2 separate regions of the Mus musculus genome follow, and region 2 is linked to region 1. The links are chromatin contacts, called in public Hi-C maps. All regions are on one chromosome and are shown on one strand. Each heading gives the region's core, a stretch centred on a gene start, on an enhancer-like site or on the middle of the called end of the contact. The rest is flanking DNA. Distances are from core to core; before and after follow the strand shown.

The links. A called contact is a pair of places that touch in the nucleus more often than the background predicts.
Region 2: a contact with region 1 is called in a Hi-C map of liver, with 2.9 times the contacts expected there. The contact joins two enhancer-like sites. A contact is called at or near these places in 1 of 484 Hi-C or Micro-C datasets (liver) and 2 of 115 datasets of contacts at active chromatin or transcription factors (embryonic stem cells and hepatocytes).

The regions. Positions count from the first base shown.
Region 1 is chr4:101,372,841-101,377,442 of GRCm38.p6, reverse strand. 0610043K17Rik (RIKEN cDNA 0610043K17 gene) reads right to left here. Exons shown (of 4, transcript NR_040640.1): 3 at 3,120-3,185. Among named protein-coding and RNA genes, the nearest start is that of E130102H24Rik, 19 kb to the right of the region's middle. Within about 2 kb of position 3,177, at least 2 of the 459 cell types and tissues checked have an H3K27ac peak or open chromatin away from gene starts, as enhancers often do. A contact at or near this core is called in hepatocytes and liver, where this site is marked.
Region 2 is chr4:101,710,031-101,714,733 of GRCm38.p6, reverse strand. No RefSeq gene overlaps it. Among named protein-coding and RNA genes, the nearest start is that of Lepr, 5.5 kb to the left of the region's middle. Within about 2 kb of position 3,378, at least 9 of the 459 cell types and tissues checked have an H3K27ac peak or open chromatin away from gene starts, as enhancers often do. A contact at or near this core is called in hepatocytes and liver, where this site is marked.

The sequences.
Region 1 (4,602 bases), core at 1,928-4,427:
TAGGAGGACTGGGATTAGGGACACCTCCTACCAAATCCAACTTTATACATGAGCTCCAGGGATCCACCTCAGGTGAGCCATTAGGGGGCATAGTTAGCTTCTTTGCCCACTGAGCCATCTCCCCAGGCCCTATGCTTTTAAATCTATGGGCGTGTGGACACCTCTAATGGGTTTCCAATACTCTCACTTTTCTGTTTTCTTTAGTGGGCTGTACACTCCTCTTGCAATCTTGTTTATTATTTTTCCTTTCAGAGTATTTTGATAGAGACAGCAAAATTAAATGTGAATGTATAACCAACTGGGTGTGGGGAATTCTGGTACATTCTAAACTGAGAGTTTTAATTAATGAGTCTCTGAAAGACAGAGTTGACCAGATTGTCATTAGTATTCCAGCTTCTGGTGTTTTGTCGGTTTGGGCCCTGAAAAGACTGGAGATCAGCAGATTTAATAATGGCAGTAGCAACCGAGTCCAGAAATAATAAAGACTGAAGCCATGTCTGCAAAAAATCCCATACGTGTTCAATTTCATACACAGAACTACAAAATTTACAGCCAGCAACTGCAGACAGGAGAACCAAGAACAGCAAAGGAGCCACGTCTGTATCTCTGTGGCTGGATTCTCTCTGTGTAAGAAACCCTGAAAAGCTAATTTCCACTTTGGGGTAAACAGAGCAAGAGCAGATTTGGGGAATTGCTTATAAAAGGGCTTAAATGGTACCCATTTTTTCTTTTTTATTGGATATTTTCTTTATTTACATTTCAAATGTTATCCCCTTTCCTGGTTTCCCCCTCTCCTGGAAACCCCCTATCCCATCCTTCCTCCCCCTGCTTCTATGAGGGTTTTCCTCCACCCACCCACCCCCACTCCAACCTCCCGCCCTCGATTTCCCTACACTGGAGCATCTATCGAGCCTTCATAGGACCAAGGACCTCTCCTCCCATTGATGCATGCATGACAAGGCCATCCTCTGCTAAACATGCAGCTAGAGCCATGTGTACTCCTTTTTGTTGATAGCTTAGTCCCTGGGAGTTCTGGGGGGTCTGTTTGGTTGATATTGTTGTTCTTCCTGTAGGGTTGCAAACCCCTTCAACTCCTTCAGTCCTTTCTCTAACTCCTCTATTGAGGACTCTGAGCTCAGTCCAACGGTTGGCTGCTAACATCCACCTCTGTATATGTAAGGCTCTGTCAGGGCCTCTTAGGAAACAGCCATATCAGGATCCACCTCTTAGGCATGCACTTCTTGGCATCCACAATAGTGTCTGGGTTTGGTAACTGTATATGGGGTGAATCCCCAGGTGGGACAGTCTCTGAGTGGCCTTTCCTTCAGTCTCTGCTCTACACATTATCTCCATATTTGCTCCTTTGAGTATTTTGTTCTCCTAAGAAGGACCAAAAATGATACTCAATTTTAACTAGCCTCCTCCCTTTGTGTGTGTGTGTGTGTGTGTGTGTGTGTATGTATGTGCATATGCATGTATCTGTTTATGTATATGTGTATGGGTATATAAGTGTTATGTACGTATGTGTATGTGTATATATATATATATATATATATATATATATATATATATATGATTTTTCTTTGTGGTTGCAGGGATTATACCTAGGGTCTTAACATATTTTAAGCAAGTTTTCTTTTACTGATCCAAATCCCTAGCCACACATGAGAGAGCTAGACAGAGACAGACACACACAAAGGGTATGTATGTGGGCGTAGAGACAGACAGACAGAGAAGAGAGAGAACACATTAAAAACAATAATGTTAGGAGCCAGGTATGATTGCACACCCCTTTTATCCTAGCACTTGCAGAAGCAGGCAGATCTCTGTGAGTTTAAGAAAAGTCTGGTCTACCTAAAAATTTCCAAGGCATTGAGGCCTAAATACAGAGACCCTGCCTCAAACTAGACATTCACCCCAACAACAACAATAACAACAAAAGCCATGCTATGGCTCAGTGGATAAAGTGCTTGCCACCCAGCATGATTAAGATCCTGGGATCCCCAGTGTAAAGGGGAAATGGAAAAACCAACTCTGCAAATTGTCCTCTGACCTCCACTGGTTCACTGTGACCTGTGTGCACCTGTGTATATAATTATAATAATATTAAGAATAAATCATTTTGAATGACAAATAAAGGCAGACAACTAGTGCTTATGGAGTACTTGCTATATGCCATAATGTACTTCATATTTATTGTCTAAAATTCAGACATTTCTGGGGCTGGAGAGATGGCTCAGGTATTATCACCATTGGTTGCTCCTCCAGAGGATCTGGGTTTGGTTCCTGGCACCCACATGGCAGCTGACAGCCATCTGTAACTCTAAGGGAACCATTACTCTCTTAAGACTTCTGAGGGCCCCCCAAACATGTGATGTACAGAAAATTCAGGGAGACACCCATATACACAAAAGAAAAACCAATGACTATTAATAATAATAATGATAATGATAATAATAATAATAATAATCAGGCATTTCAACCTGTGGCCTTCAGACCACATCAGTCTCAGGAGAGAGCTATGACTACAGCAGCCTATATACATTTGTAGATGTCAACATCAGGTCACAATGTCACAAGGTTAAACACCCCTGGAATCATTGGAATCATTCTTTCAGTAATATCTCACTTTAGAAAAAGAATCAGATGAAACAATGTTTAAAAAAAAAATTAGATCATGTGGGCCAGCCAGATGGCTCAGTGTGGAGAAACCCTGCTAATCAAGTCAAAGTCTACTATCATCCAGATAGCCTTCTGAACTCGATGCAAAAATGGGGACTCCCTTTACCAGAAGGGCTTCTCCTTCTCTGACCTTGTCTGGGGAGCTTAAAACCCCTATGCCCTCTGCCCTCAGAATGCCACATGGCCTTGGTTAGATCATAGGTTCAGCTTCCTTTCTCCTAATGAGAATCCGATCCGCAAGCCCCTGAGATTCCTGGAGTCCTTCCCCATGGTAATGAGGCAGCTCAGTGCCTTAGCCTTCAGCCAATGGCCTTTGCCCACCCTGGATAATCCTACCTCCTCCCCCAAGATCATATAACCCGTTTCACCCCGATTAAAGTTGATCTGTTTCCCAGAAGTTGATTCTGAAATGTGTCATCATTTCCCTTCATACTGACCGGCCATCTGAAATCCTGTTCATCGATTCTGCTCCCTTTGTCCTCGTGGCCTGGTGGCCAATGACCCTGGAGTGAAGAGAGACTCGCAGTTTAGGAGGTAAAGGCACCAAGCCTGATGACCTGAGCTCAATCCCTGGGTCCACGTGGTCGAAGTAGAGAATAGTTTCCAAAAGTTGTCCTCTGGCCCAAAAATGAACATCAAGGCATACAAATACACACACACACACACACACACACACACACACACAGAGAGAGAGAGAGAGAGAGAGAGAGAGAGAGAGAGAGAGAATAAATGCATGCACGATTTTTTTATGTATATAATGTGCCATAAGTGTCTTTCAGACTTTTGTTGTTTGCTCATTGTCTTTTGGGAAAGAGTCTCACGTAGCCAACTAGTCTCACCATAAACTCACGTAATAGCAGATGGTAGCTTTGAACTCCTGAGTCTCTGCCTCTATCTTCCAAGAACTATGATTATAGGCATGGGCAACACACACAGTTGTCCAAGAAACTGCTTTTTAACAGTGCAGAAGAACAGAGACTAAGAGCCAAGAGCTGCAAGACTTTATAACATTTGCATGCCGACCCTTAGGAAATGTGACGTGTGGGTAGTTAGTATGAACTACTGCAAGAAATCAAGTCTCAGGAAGAAACGAAGCCCTGATTTTTTAAGTGTTATAAGGGTCTTGCTTTTGAGTTGCTTGGCTTACAGAAATCACATATTCACGGTGCTGAATAGCTTTTCCTGCATATATGAGGAGTTTTGTGATTTGACGAGCCATATCCCTATCCGGCCACCACCACCATCAGAGTCCTGGATCCTCACGACAGTGCATCGCAGAGGAGCACACCATTTCCCCCACAGATGGGGCTTTGTCTTTAGTCATTACAAGCTTGAGCAAGAGTCTTGGCAAAATGTAAATCAAAGGAAGAAGCGGTGATACAAACAATTTGTCCCCTGCAGAGTTATTTTTGAAAAGCTAAGCCACAGATCCCAATTTATAAAGGAGCACACACAGTTCCTGAGAGTCGGGGCCCGATGTGGCCATGTGGCTAAGGTGATGGATGGCCCAGTCAGTCTCTGGGGTACTCATGATGTCTACATACTCAGCATGCAAATCTAGGATTCTAGGGCACTCTAAACAAACTCAATCCACCCACAGACATGCATGCACACAATTTAAAAATAATAAAAGTCCTTTAAGAGCTATCCAGGTTGGAGCTGGAATGATAGTTTATCAGGTCAGTGTTTGCTGTGCAAGCATGAGAACCTGGGTTCAGATCATAGAAGCCACGTAAGAAACGGCACGGCAGCACACACCAGCAACCTCAGTGCTTTATAGAGTGGAAACAGGAGGATTGTGATGGCCTGCTGGCAGCCAGCCTAGCTCCACATTGTATGAGAAATACTGTCTCAGAGGGATAGTACCAAGAGATAGAGCAAGACATCTGACTTCTTCTGGCCTCCGTTCATGCTCATGTA
Region 2 (4,703 bases), core at 2,129-4,628, 340 kb before region 1:
AAGCAAAGTCTTGGACCTTTGTATAGTTAATTGTACTGGGCTGCATTTGCTGGGTAAATAAAAAAATTAACTACTTAAATAATGGATTCTGAGGCCCAAGAAAATGGTAGCAAAGAAAAGCTTTGCACAATGGTGTTTTAAGTTGGGGTCACATGACATGCCATTAGCTGATGATTGGCAGACCCATTTACTTAAATGAGTAGTAGCTAGCCCCTCTGTCTGTACCAGAAATAATCATAGAAGGGAAAAGTTCAAAGCAGATAATGACAAGATGATTTAACGAAAGCCTAAGATCAATTTTGCATAGTAACACAAATAGTGTCCCTAAAATACACTCACTTTTCAAAGACTTTAGCAGGGTAAGCAAATTAAACAAAAATAGTTAATAATCAATCAAAGGAAAATAAAATGTTAGGAAGAATAAGCAAATCTGAGCTCTACCATTTGATAAACAGGATTCTATGACCAGAGTAAGCTGAGCTGATTCACAAGCTAGCAATTCTTTCTTTAAATCAATGGTATTCAAAGGCTCTTCTCATAACTGCTATCTCAGGGCTCAGAATTAACCAGTGCCTCTACTGATCATTATATATTATAGTATATGTTGTATACTATATGTGACATATACTATATACTATATAATACTTGTTTTGTTGCTCTATGAATATTTTTTGAGTAAATACATGTCATGAAAAGAAACACCGGGGAACAAATATATTCAGGACAAATGACTATCTTATGGCCAAGCCCTAAGCTGTCAAACACAAATACAAGAGACTAAAGAGATGAATCAGTGCTTAAGAGCTTTTGTTGTTCTTATAGAGAACTGGACTTTAGTTCCCAGAACTTACATGGTAGCTCACAAATGCCTTTAACTCCAGCCTCAGGGACTCTTGACACCGTCTTCTGTCCTCAGGCACTCACAGGCACATTCAAATAGTAATAAGCACACACAAATAAAATAAAATAAAATAAAATAAAATAAAATAAAATAAATCTTTTTACAATGCAAATACTAGCCAGATTTGGTGGCATATGACCTTAATCCCAGCCATTTTGATGCAGTGGGGAGAACAAGAGGCAAGAGGCAACAGGAAGAAACAAGAAGCAAGAGGCAACAGGAAGAGGCAAAAGGCAAGAGTCAAGAGACAGGAGGGAAGAGGCAACAGGAAGAGGCAGGAGGCAGGAAGCAGGAGGCTGGAGGCAGGGGGCAGGAGGCTGGAGGCTGGATGCAGGGGCCTGGAGGCTGGAGGCAGAGGACAGGAGACAGGGGACAGGGGACAGGAGGCTGGAGGCAGGAGGCAGGGGGCAAGGGGCAGGAGGCTGGAGGCTGGATGCAGGGGCCTGGAGGCTGGAGGCAGAGGACAGGAGACAGGGGACAGGGGACAGGAGGCTGGAGGCAGGAGACAGGGGACAGGGGGCAGGAGGCTGGAGGCTGGATGCAGGGGCCTGGAGGCTGGAGGCAGAGGACAGGAGACAGGGGACAGGGGACAGGGGACAGGAGGCAGGGGGCAGGGGACAGGAGGCTGGAGCCAGGAGGCAGGAAGCTGGAGGTAGGAGGCAGGGGGCAAGGGGCAGGGGACAGGGGACAGGAGGCAGGGGGCAGGGGACAGGAGGCTGGAGGCAGGGGGCAGGGGACAGGAGGCAGGGGGCTGGAACCAGGAGCCAGGAGGCAGGGGGCTGGAGGCAGGGGGCAGGGGGCTGGAGGCAAGATGCAGGAGGCAGGAGGCTGGAGGCAGGGGACAGGAGGCTGGAGGCAGGGGACAGGGGACAGGAGGCAAAGGCAGAGGCAACTCTATGAGTTCCTGCTTACCAGCAGTGTTTCTATGTGAATTTTACAGTCAGGCAAGAGGGCCATTTGAAAAGAGCTATATGGGAGTATGTGCCCTTATTAAATGATCCTTAAGAAGTAGAACCATTCATATGGTCCTGAGAGACTGAGGCAGCCCAGTCACGGTTCAGTCTGTTTTCTCACCTAGTGCCACAATCCATAACACATTTAATCTAAATTACTCCCCCTAGGGAATGCTGTTGGCAAGGATACAGAAGAATCATATTACCTTGACTGCCAGGGAAGTTCATAGCCCCTTCTTACAGTGTGATAAAAACAAAACAAAACAAAACAAAACAAAACTAAGGAGCAACAGGCTGGACAGATGGCTCAATGGTTAAGAATATTTGCTGCACAAACAGGAAAAACAGAGCTCAGAGCCCACCACCCATGTGACAAACCAGGCACAGTTTAACACACTTCTGTCACCCCAGCACTGATGGGGCTAGAGGCAGGGGAACTGCTAAAGTTTGCTGGCCATGTGCCCAGCTGAAAATATTGGGTTCATGGGGTTGGGGGTTTTGCTCAACGATGGTGTTAACATGAGCAGGCCCTGGGTTCCAGCCTCAGTAAAGGAACAGGTTCAGGGAGACGCGTGCCTCAAAGGATTCAGGTAGTGAGGGACAGAAAGGACACCTGAAACCGTCCGCTCACCTCTATGCATACACAGGCATGCTCATACACCATACACATACCACACGCACACACGCGGGTAGCATTGTTGGTAATTTTGTATTAACAATGAAAATTATTTCATCAAAGATTAAATATCAGTACAAAAACATGATTCCCCCACCACCACCCCCTCCAGGACTTCACTAACACCGGTTCAGTACTTCTTTATATTTGCTGTCCCTCTGCCAATTTATCAGAAATGAACACCAGGGTGTAAGAAAATTTCACAAATTCACCAAATTTTACATGGGAGCCAAATCTGTTATTTCCTTGCCCCTAAAATATAATGATAAATAAAGTTATGATAACAAATATTTGGAACTCACTCCTGAAAGGGGGTTACAAACACATGATTGGACTGAAATCAGAATTTTGCAATCAAATGCAGTTTTCACAGAAATGCATTTCAATTTATGTCCCTACAGAACTCAAAATGGCCAATACTTGTGGTTTTCCTGATGATCTATCTGTACACACACACTGCAAACCAATTTTCACATAGCACCAAGTGCCTTGTTCTCTGCAGGAATATAATGGGATTCGAAAAGCCCACCAGGCCTGTTCACTGAGCGAGAATCCAGGTCTCCTAGGTACCTACTGCAGAGGTTACAAATTCATGGTGAAAAGCCTAAGAGTTATTTTCCTGGAGCCCTGGTTTGGGATTAATGGGTCACAAGAGTTAAGTTATCTCTTGCCTTGGCCCTTGTTGTGGCTCTGAGGAACTTTCTCGCCCAGCTCCCTTCTCTCTCCTCTGCTCAAAGAAAGCACCCCCTGTTTTCCCTTGACTCCAAGCACTTGAGTCTAGTCAGGCTGTCAGGTACAGTGTCTTGGCTGCAAAGAAAGGCCGCACAGAGCATGTGGCCCAAGCTGGACTTGTCATAGGAACCTCTGCCTGTGAGTACAGCTGGAACAGAGCATGGGAAAGTGATTGGAGACAGGCCAGTCTAGATTGTTCTCTGAGGTTTCTCAAACAGGGTCTGGGATGAAATACCATGGTGCGCCAGCCAAGGCAGGAAGAGCTTCCCTGTCAGCTGCTGAGTGCTGTTTGCCTACACCCATCCGCAGGTCCTACCAGCAACAGATTAACAATATTTTTCAATTGTGTGTTTTTGAATATGTGTTGGTATTTTCTTGTCATGATCCCTTCATGACACAACTCTTTATATTTTACTAGGTATTATCACTTATCGACAAGGACTTGCAGTATATGGGAGAAAGTACCTAGGTTACAATGCAAACGTTTGGCTATTTTCTGTAAGAAACTTGAATAGCCACAGATCTTGGCATATGTGGAGGTCCTGAAGACAATTTATGATTGACACAAGGGCCAGCTGCAGGTATGGTTGTGAGCTATAGCTAAAGGGCAGCCAAGCCCTCTGATGTGTGAGCAGTAATGAGACAAAGAATTAGAATTTCAAGCCATATAAATACAAGTCATATATTGTGGCTCCATTTTTTTTCAGTGATATCAGTTTACCAAACGATAGAAACTGTTAAAGCATTCCAGTTCTTAATTTCTGTTTTATTTTGTTTTGTTTAATTTGTTTTCACATCTAACTTCCAAGCAGGGGACCATGGGAGGGAGAAGAAGGCAGGCTCAGTATGAGCAAAGACTCTGACCTCTGGACATCTGTTGAATTTGGCCTCTGCCTCTTCTATCTGTTGTCGGGTGTTGATCTACATGGATCCATGCCAAAGGTTACTTGAGACCGATGACTGGCCTCATTTGCTCGATGCCTCCCCAAAGTGCTCAGAGACAATGTGCCCAACACACCCTGGGTTACAGGCACCATACTGAGGTGTCCAAGCCAATCAGGATGGCTATTCTTGCTCTGGAATTCTTTTTCTTCTTCTAAGCTTTGCTGAGTTGAATGAAAAGGGATGGTAGCCCTTTCTGCTGCAGAGGCTCTCAGCACATTTCTCCTCAAACTCACTGAAAGCATCTACAGATTCCTCCCACCAGGCTCACTCTGAGTTCACTGGGATCTTGAGACTGTGTTCTGGCTTTATACTGCCTGTTCTTGATCTTCCAGAGCACATTTGATTTTAAATACCACTAAGCACAAATGCCTACTGTGTGTCACTCTTGGTAGAATTCTCCCAAGGGTTCAGGACTCTTTAATCCTTGCAACGTAAATGTTGCATCTCGTAGTTTTCAGAGCTCATTTTTTTTCCAAGCCTCAAAACACAATGTGCT